Linked DNA regions of Mus musculus: region 1 is linked to region 2. The links are chromatin contacts, called in public Hi-C maps. All regions are on one chromosome and are shown on one strand. The core of a region is the stretch at or near the end of the contact, and the rest is flanking DNA. Distances in the headings are between cores, read along the strand shown.

Evidence for each region. A called contact is a pair of places that touch in the nucleus more often than the background predicts.
Region 1: a contact with region 2 is called in a Hi-C map of nephron progenitors, with 2.0 times the contacts expected there. A contact is called at or near these places in 11 of 39 promoter capture datasets (3T3-L1-derived adipocytes, the C10 cell line, the HPC-7 cell line and 8 more), 3 of 484 Hi-C or Micro-C datasets (bone marrow-derived macrophages, nephron progenitors and regulatory T cells), 6 of 130 datasets of targeted methods (CD8 T cells, the NIH/3T3 cell line, Th2 cells and 2 more) and 3 of 9 other capture datasets (adipose tissue, liver and pancreatic islet).

Annotation. Positions count from the first base shown.
Region 1 is chr19:10,839,323-10,844,131 of GRCm38.p6, reverse strand. Slc15a3 (solute carrier family 15, member 3) reads right to left here and starts at 1,588. Exons shown (of 8, transcript NM_023044.2): 1 at 554-1,588. The coding sequence starts at 1,111.
Region 2 is chr19:10,767,934-10,773,032 of GRCm38.p6, reverse strand. All of the region lies in intron 1 of A430093F15Rik (RIKEN cDNA A430093F15 gene), which reads right to left. Among named protein-coding and RNA genes, the nearest start is that of A430093F15Rik, 30 kb to the right of the region's middle.

The sequences.
Region 1 (4,809 bases), core at 339-2,838, 73 kb before region 2:
TAAATAAATCTTTAAAAAAAAAAAAAACATGGAAAGGAACTAGGCATGGTGGCTCGCATTTGAAATCCTAGCACCTAGGAGTCTGAGTCAGGGGCATAGCCACAAATGCAAGGCCAACCTGGGCTCCTTAATGAATTCTAGACTGATCTGGGTTACAGAGGTGTAGGTTAAAACAAGAAAGACAGACACACACACACACACATCACTGGGGCAGACATGGTAGCTAGCACCATGGGAGGTTCAGGAGTCCATAGCTCTCCACAGGCACAAATCAAGTTGGAGGCCAGCCTAGAAAATTGGGACTCTGTCTTAAAGAATAAAAGGCAATAGGCATGGGGCATGGGGCATGGCTCAGAGGGCCATGGGAGCTGTGGCTAGTCCTCCTGAGTCCTCCTGACTCTTTCTAGAGCAAGCAGCCCATCTGTTTTCATATAAGGAAACTGATGTTGAGAGGGGAAGTAGTTTGCCTGAAGTCCCTCTGGAGGCTAGAACCTCCATCTCAGGATTTCCAGTCCCCCTTGGCCTCCGTGGCACAATGCCTCTGACCACTCACCTGGTCAGCCCCGAACGAGGTGAGGGTGCTCCTGACGGAGCTGGCAGCCAGGGCCAGGAGCAGCAACACCAAGTAGAGGGTGGTCGCGCAGTAGGGGCTGGACCAGGAGCCTTGGCAGCTTGAGGATGGGCAGGCAGGTTCCAGTGGCAACTCGGGCATCTCTCCACAGAAGGATCTGCGGCCATCATTGGTGATGGTGGTGAGCAACAAGCCAGAGGCAGCCAGATAGAGCAGCAGGCTGAGCGAGATAGTGAGGAAGCGTCCCAGGTACACGTCTGCCAGCCAGCCCCCCACTGGAGCCAGCAGGTAGGAGGCGCCTAGGAAGAGGAGTGTGGCCCGTGATGCCTGTTGGCCGTCCCAATTGAAGTTCAAGCTGTTGAGGTAGAGCACGAGGTTGGAGGTGACACCAAAGAAGGCAGCGCGTTCCAGCATCTGCACTAGCAGCACCGCAGCAGCAGCTGTCCGTCTCCACCGTCGTGGTCCCCGCGGGCCTCGGGCCACCAGCGGTTGTCGCTCTCCGGACCTGCTTGGTTGCTCTTCCGCGCGAGGGGCAGACATCCTGGCCTTCCTGTCTCCGTGACCCAGACTCTCTCCTCTGTCCTCCCCTCCTCTCCCCTAACCCTGATCGCCCTCTTTTCTCACCCCGTGTCGTTCTCTCTCTCTTTTTCCCTCAGGTCCCTCTCCTTGCTACCTAGTTTCTATCTCCACTTGAACTCTCCACTCACTCCTTCCCCTCCCAGTTCTTCTTGTTCATCTCCCCTGTGCTTCTATCAAATCGTCTCCTTTCCTTCCTCTGCTCTGGCCTAGTCTACCCCCCCCCCCCCAACCCTACCCCATCATCCTGCTTGCTCCACTACCTTATCCTCCCGGCCCCCCTTTCCTCTAGTGTCCCCGGTTAACTGCCTTTTCTAATTGTCCCCTTCTCTTATGATACCTGGGCCTCAATGTCTCCCCTGGCCCGGCCACCTCCTCTACACACTCCTTTTTGCTTGACTGCTTCTCTTCCTTCCTTAGTCCCCTCTGGCTCTTCCTCTCAGCTTAGCCTCTGTCCCTTTTTCTGCTTCTTAAGAAACCCTGGGCTTCCCCTTTTTACTGGCCCTGTGGCTGCCTACGTCACCCGGTATTTAGGAGAAATGAAAGTCTGTGGGTCACAGGGTCCCTTCTCATCCAGCTTTCTAAAAATCTCCCTTCTCCTGGACTGTTGCCTGCCCTCTTAGCCCGTCTGCAGGCTTTCCGGGGGCCAGGAAGGGAGCCTTCCTTTCAGTTTCACTCCAACCCATTTCCCTTTCCACCCTAAAGCATCCTTCTCCGCTCGAGTTTGATCGTCTCCGTAGCTGGGGACTTTGGATGAGGCAGGCAGACACTGAGAGGCATCTTCTGCCCAGGGAGCCACGTGTGGAGGAGTTTCAGGCTCCTTCAGCACTAACATGGGGTGGTGACGCTGAGACCAGTCCATTGGATCTGTGAAGGCCACATGGAGCATTTGGTAGGCCCAGGTGTCCCTTCACAGATGCAGAGACAAAGCCCAGTAGGGGTGGGGAAAGGAGGTGAGAAGTGACTGGATCCTGGTATCTGAGCCTCAGGGCCCACAACAGCCTATGTCAAAAGAAGTGCTGACATGAACGTTGCATTGCAAAAGCAGTAGAGGGGAAGGAAGTGGCGCCATATGGGAGCCACAAGATTGACAGGGGCACTGACCTCAGACTAAATCACAGCCACCCCTTACTCAGATCCCCTGGTGCCCTACAGGAAAATAAAGAAGAGTCAGCCACTTCTTGACCTAAATGTTTAAAGGGCGCTGACCTCATCGCAACCCACTTAGTGTGGTCTGCTGATCTTTCTGCTCGCCTCCCAGGCTGGCTCAGTGACTTGCTCTGCTGTCTCTTGTCCAGACAGGCTCTTCCTCAAGCCCTTCGTGAGGCTACTTTCTCTTTATTTAGGTGGAAAGATCTCTCTCCCAGGGGCCTTCCCAGATGCTCTGAGGTTAGCAACTGCCCAGTTGGATTTTCACCATCACACGCAGCAGGTCACACTATCTCAGCTCAACCTTGGTGGCTTAGTTACTGTTTTATGCTCTACCCCATGGTGGGAAAGGGCTCACTATTGAGGCAGGCACATTTGAGAACATTCCTAGTACTTCCCAGTGCTTAGCAATGGCAGCCATTCATTAAATATTGGTTGAATAAATGACAGAGAATGAGAGTGGTTTAAGCAGCAGCAAGAACAACATCAGAAAGCTAAAAACTAAAATAAACACCTTTGCTAAAAAGCCAGAGTCACCATCAAACACATGGGTTTTAAACGTGTATGTGTAATTTTTATTATTTTATTTGCATATATATTTATTTTTTATTTTTATTTTATGTGTATTAGTGTTTTGCCTGCATGTATGTCTGTGTGAGGGTTGCAGATCCCCTGGAACTGGAGTTACAGATAGCTGTGAACTGTCATATGGCTGCTGGGAATTGAACTGAATTCTTTGGAAGATCAGTCAGTGCTCTTAACTCTCAACTCTCCGTTTGCTTGTTTTTTTTAAAAAAATATTTGTTTGTTTGTTTGTTTGTTTAATGTATGTGAGTACACTGTAGCTGTACAGATGGTTGTGAGCCACCATGTGGTTACTGGGAGTTGAACTCAGGACCTTTGCTAGCTCCTGTCCACTCACTCCAGCGAGGCTCACTCTGGCCCTGTTTGTTTGGTTTTTGAGGCAAGGTCTTAATGTAGGCCAGGTTGGCTTGTAACTCACACGATGTAGCCAAGGATGATCTTGCACGTCTGATCTTTCCATTTCCACCTCTAGAGTACTAGGACTATAGGTGTGTGTCACCATGCCCAATATATGTGGTGCTGGTCATTAAACTCTGGACCTTGGGCATGCTAGGCCTCCACTCTACAAATTGAGCTACACGCCAAGCCTGTTTTTTATTCATTCTTTTATTTTTAAAGATGCATTTATTTCTGTTTTATGTGTGTGAATGTTTTACACGTAAGTATGTATGTATATATATGTATACCACATGAGTGCCTGGTCCTCTCTGGGGTCTGAAGAGGGCATCAGATCCACTGGAATTAGAGTAAGAGACAGTTGTGAGCTATCATGTGGCTGCTGGAAACCAAACCAAACCTTTTCTCTAGCAAAGCAGCCAGGACTTTAAATTTCAGAACCATCTCTCCAGCCCTTTCATCCCAGTTTTTAACATTTTATATCAGGGAAGAAGAAGCCCAGCTGTGACAGAGAAAAAGAATCCACGGGGGCATATGGTTCACTGTAGAGAGGGATAATATAATCTGACTAAGATAGACAGAGAGGCAAGGCCAGGAATGGAGGCACATACTTCTAACCCCAGAATTCAGGAGGCAGAGACAGAGGCAGGTAGATCTCTATGCGCTCAGAACCAACTTGGCTACATAGCAAGAGTAAAGAAAAAAGAAAGAAAGAAACAAAGAAAGAAAGAAACAAAGAAAGAAAGAAACAAAGAAAGAGAGAAACAAAGAAAGAAAGAAACAAAGAAAGAAAGAAACAAAGAAAGAAACAAAAAGGCAGAGACAGGGACAGAAGAGGCCGTTCCCAACAACTCACCTCTTCTCTTGGAGGATGTTTCAGGATCCTCTGACACTAAGACGTGGCAATGAAGCTCAGGTCACATAAGACCCAGCTCCTTCCTTCATTAGCCATGGAGGTAGGCAGAGATGACAAATGCTGATCCAGAAGACAAAGTGATATCACTCACTTGATGCCAGTCATCTTCAGGGATCCAGGAAGAGGGCGTTTTCTCTTCTGCAGACAAATTAAACAGTGGTGCTGGGCATGATGGTGCACCCCTGCAACTCCAGCTCTCACCAGCCTGAGGCGTGAAGGTCCCCAGTTCCTGCGGTATAAAGGGAAGGGAAGGGAGTGAACACGCCCACTCTTAAGGGGTTGGGTGCAAGTTCTTGACTGTTGCCACAGGAGACAAGCTTCAGAGACTAGGTTTTACTCCCTTGCCCCCACCACTAGGAGAACCAGAGGCCTCGAATGAGTGGAATGAGAGCTGATGGCAGAGCCTCAGGTTCCTCTCTGGTGTTTGGACTAGTCAGAACTCCATTGTTCAACCTTGGTGAGAACCTCCCGTGCCCACCCAGAACTTCATCTCTTCCTCTACTCTTTGTACACTTCGTGGCTCACTCTGCCCTCTACCCAGCTTCCAGCTCCAATTCATCTGCATCTTGACCCACGCTGTTCTTCAAGCCTAGAACTTTCCATGACTCATTACTGT
Region 2 (5,099 bases), core at 2,118-4,617:
GTACAGACACCACAGTTTCACTATGGAGAGAGAAGAGGCTTCGCCTTCCTTTCTGTTTTATTTTGTAGAGAAATGTTACTTTACGGTGATAGAATGTTACCTTAGCTTGTTTTCTTTTCTTTTTTTTTTCTCCTTCTTTCCTTTTTTAGAATGAATTGGCTGATTGTGACCATACCACCCATGCCCCTAAGTTTTGTTCCCTCTTATTTCGTTTGTGTGTATGTACCAGTGTGTGGAGAGGAGAGGTATATCATGCTGTGCATGTGGAGGTCAGAGGACAGCTTAGAGTCAGTTCTACCATGTGGATCCTGGGAATTAAACTCAGGTCATCAACCTTGGAAGTTAGTACTTCTACTTGTCTTACTGAGCTCTCTGTAAGTGGTGAAGCTAAAAGAGGAGAAAAAGAAAAAAGAAAGGAAAGGGGAGGGGAGGGGAGGGGAGGGGAGGGGAGGGGAGGGGAGGGGAGGGGAGGGGAGGAGAGGAGGAGGAGGAGGAGGAGGAGAAGAGAAGAGAAGAGAAGAGAAGAGAAGAGAAGAGAAGAGAAGAGAAGAGAAGAGAAGAGAAGAGAAGAGAAGAGAAGAGAAGAGAAGAGAAGAGAAGAGAAACATCAGAGTCTGGAGGGAGAAACCACCCACAGCCCTTCTTTGTCCCCCACAAACGATTCTGCCGTGACCTCAGCCCCTCAGCCTGCTGTATGATTCTCTTTCCCCATGTGACCTCTCTGGATTCTGCCTCCTGAATGTGGCACTTTCATGGGCTTTTCTGTAGTCTCCTGGCCTGTCACTTCAATGGGGAGCTGTGGTTTGGTTTGGTTTGGTTTGGTTTGGTTTGGTTTGGTTTGGTTTGGTTTGGTTTGGTTTGGCGTGTGAGACAGAGTTTCGTGTGACGCAGGCTGACCTGGAACACACTATGTAACGGAGGAGAACCTTGTACTTCTGATCAGCCTCCACCTCTGGTGTACAGGGATGACAGGTATGCACCACCACGCTTAGCTTAAGTGATGTTAGGGACAGAATCCAGGTCTCTGTGTACTCAAGGCAAGTACTTTACTTACAGACTACATCCCAGCCTCTCAGCCTGTTATTCTGAACGGCAGTTTTGTCTGAGTGGCTTTTTGTTTGTTCCCTTTCTTGAAGATACTTTCTAAGTGACACATTAGTCTTTATCCAAGAGATAATAAGCCTGCCGCAAGCGTTTTAAACCCATACTTTTATTCTAAATTGAGTCCTTTCAGTTAGTGCATTTAAAGCGAGAAGTGTAATCATGTTTTTTTTTTCTGTTTTAAATATAATATACAGTGGAAGCACCTCAGATATGCCCCCCTCCCCATCATGTGTGTACCCATGAGGACAGCTTTGAGCTGAAAACAACAGGCTCCCTACTCTCCCCTCTTCTGTCTTACAGCAGGGTGCAAACTTACCTTCATACAAGTGATACAGAATTCTGTCTGGAAAGATGTCCCTGCTCCCATAGGGAGAGAAGGGGACTCTGCATCTTTGGGAACTGACAATGTCAATCAATGTACAAGGCTCCAACTGGAATCTGCAGGGCACACTCCTCTTCCCACATCTTTCCCACCATCAGCTACCCCTAGAGCCATTCTGTCAACTCCCTTCTCCATAGTTACTGTCCTGTGTGTTCTCTAAGCCCCCAGATCTCTATGTCTTCCCATGAAGTCCCCACATATGAGAGGCATCATTTTTCTGATATTAGTCTTTCTCTCTGCCTGACTCTTGATCCCTGGCTGCTGAGTCTAAAAAGGTAGAGAGTTGGGGGAGAAAGGTGGTTTTTTTCCCCCAAACAAAACAAAAGCCCTCCCTCCCCTGCATAGTCCTGAGTTGCCATCTTAGAAAATGGATAAACATTTGAACAAAACAATATAAATTACCTTTAAGCGACCTCTCTACTTTTGAGGCCAGAAATGCCCTAGTTCAGCATTGTTTGTTCTAATTCCCCACTCTGCATGTTGGAAAGCAAAGTTATGTTCACAGAACAGTGTGATGAGTAGGGAAACTGAGTCATGGAAGCCAGATGGCTACTTCACCTCTGGGTCACATGACCTTGGGTGCATGACCTTGGTGTGACACTTAACTTTTCTCAGCCTTGCTTCCTTACCTTTAAGATAGAGGTGGGGGAAGAGTTTGCTCCACAAGACTCTGCAAAGTCTCTATAAAGTCGATACTGAATGAGCTGGAGATGTGGCCCAGCTGGTGGTGTGTTTGTCTAGCAGGCTGGAGGCCCTGGGTTCTATCAGCATCACAAAGTGCAGATGTGGTGTAACATGACAGCAGGTAAGCTCAGAAGTCTGAGGTTACCCTCAGCTACATATAGAATTTGGGGCCAGCCTGGGCTACATGAGACCCTGCTTCACACAAATAAACAAAAGGCACAAGAAGGGCTGAGGACAGCATCAAGCCATGGTTGGCATCCAATAAACAGAAATAGAAACTTTCATTTTCCTAAGTAAATCTTGGTAGCCACCATTTTATGAATTAAAATTCTATTTGTATATTACATATTTAAGATTTTACAGGCTAAGAATACAGATCTGTAAGTTACAAGCTGAAACACATGATGTAATCAGGCTCCAGTGAACAATTCCAAACCCATGGTCACACGCGCAGCCCTAGTTAAACTCAGCAAGGCACAAACCCAAACAAAAAGATAAAAATTCAGGAAGGGGAATTTTAGGGAGGAGGGGGTCTTGACAGGGATGTGGGAGAGCTAAGAGATGGTGGGGTGAGTGGAATAAGAATACATCATACACATGTGTGAAATGGTCAAAAAATGATGAGACTTATTTTTTAAATGAATAAAACAGGACATAGCTGTGGTTACTATCTCATTCTCCACACCAAGCCGACTAGTGGAATGTCACAGCCCCCGCTTGGTAGGTATTCCCATTAAGCAGACTCATTTATTTTTAGCAGAACCAATTGCTCTTCTCAATGTCATAAAAGCACAGCCAGAACACGAGAGTCATTAGATCCCCTTCTCTAGGTCCTCAAAAGCTATTTCCAATGCGGCTCCACTCAGCTTCATTAGCGAGACTGTAAAGTGTCTTCCTGAGCATTTGGGCATTTGATTTATGAACACCAGCTAAAATGAAGGCTTCGCTTCCAGAGGGAATCAAACAGTGAGTGTCTCTTCTCCAAGGGCTTGAAAAGAATTATTTTCTTCTGGGCCCCGTGGGCACTGCTAGCGACCACTTCCAGGGGCCTCAAAAGGAATCAGAGAAATAGGGGGATTTTATGCCTCACAGGTCACAGGGAAATCACATTCCAGGACACTGCTATAGCTGACAAGACCTAGAACACACTCATGGGAAAGTACAGACACCAAGCTTCAGTGGAGTGAAGGACCAGGGTCCCATAGATAAGTGACAGAGCTGGGATGCCAGCAGATGCAGCCAACCCCATCTAATGTCCTCCCCAACCCCAAGGATCCCAAGGATGGATGAGCATCCGAAATCCTAGACACTCGTTCTGAGGAAGGAAGCACGCAGGTCAAAGGCACAGTCACATTGCCTTAACGTTCTTATTCCCATCTGTTCCTGTGGCTAATGCAGGGGAGAGCCTAGGCAGGACTCTGTCCTTGATCCCCACCTCATCTTCCCATCACAAGCTTTCTAAACATCATTGGGAGATGGCGATCCTTGTCTTTGCCATCAACTTCCGTCCACATAAGTACAGGGAGCAGGGTGGTGCACCCTCACAGGCCCCAAGCCATGACCCGAGCCCCTGAGGGCCAAGGACATAGGTGTTGCAGATATGGAAGGGGGATGTCCCAGGAACCACACTACTAACACAGAGCACTCTGAACAGCACATGCTTGCTGACACTGTGGAAAGGGAAGCAGAGAGCAGAAAGTTCAGACTCTGGGCCCCATTGCGGCTCACTTCTGTCTTGTTCTTCACCCCAGGAGCTGTTTTAATTAACACTCAAGATAGTAGAGTTCTGGAACTCCTAGCTCTTTCCTGGAGGAGCCAGGTCAAGTCCAAACCGACCCTCATTATCTTCCTTCCCACCAAAGAAAATTACCTTGCCTCTTGGGAGAGAGCAAACCACTATTCGATTTAAATTGATTTCCACAGTTGGCTGGCTGGCTGGCAGCAGTCCCCAGGCAGACAAGTTGGAGAGATGAGAGCAGACTCCCACAGACAAATGAGAAAGCATCTGAGTGGATTGTTACTGGGAGGGGATGGGGGTAGGGGTGGGATGGGGCCTTTAAGGAGACCATGGAGTGGGCTTGAAAAGGAGCAAGGACACCTCAAGTCAGGTCAAAGGACTTTCAGGTGTAAAATGGAGCAGACAAAATCCTCAGCCAAAGAACCCTCTGGGCAAAATAAAAATACCCAAATGTGCATTGACTAGGGAGTGGACAAAATGTGAGGCATGTGATATGAAAGCTCTGAGCATTCCAGGCAGGCAGTGCACGCTGGTAATCATCCCAGCACTTCAGAGGTAGCAGCAGGAGGAGCTCCATAAAGAGTTCTTGGTGGCCTGAGCTATATGAGACTATATGACCATATATATATTCATTCATATATATATACTTATATGAATACATGAAGAAGCAAGGGGAGATGAGGTAAGAGGAGGGATTGGGGGGTGCATGAGGTGAGGGAGAGAAGGGGAGAGGAGAGGAGAGGAGAGGAGAGGAGAGGAGAGGAGAGGAGAGGAGAGAAGAGAAGAGAAGAGAAGAGAAGAGAAGAGAAGAGAAGAGAAGAGAAGAGAAGAGAAGAGAAGAGAAGAGAAGAGAAGAGAAGAGGCTGGTACCACAAGGACAGAACAGCAAGCATGGCCTCCGGGACATTACATGGAGTACAGAGAGCAAAGCACAGAGGAGCCCAGGACACAGTGATGCATGTGAAACATCCCTCTACAAAGAGCTGTAGCCATACAAGGTGAAACAGAAGTCACTTAGCAAAGCCACACAGGACAGGAGGGTGACTGACTCCAAGTAAGCCATACAAGTGTCAAGAAATTGGGTTGTACTGATGGGTTATGTAGTAGTTGAAAATTTGCTAAAAACAAAACAACAACAAAACCCCACTCGATGGTCCAAGTGGATCGTATTAAATGCAAGGTACCTGGGTA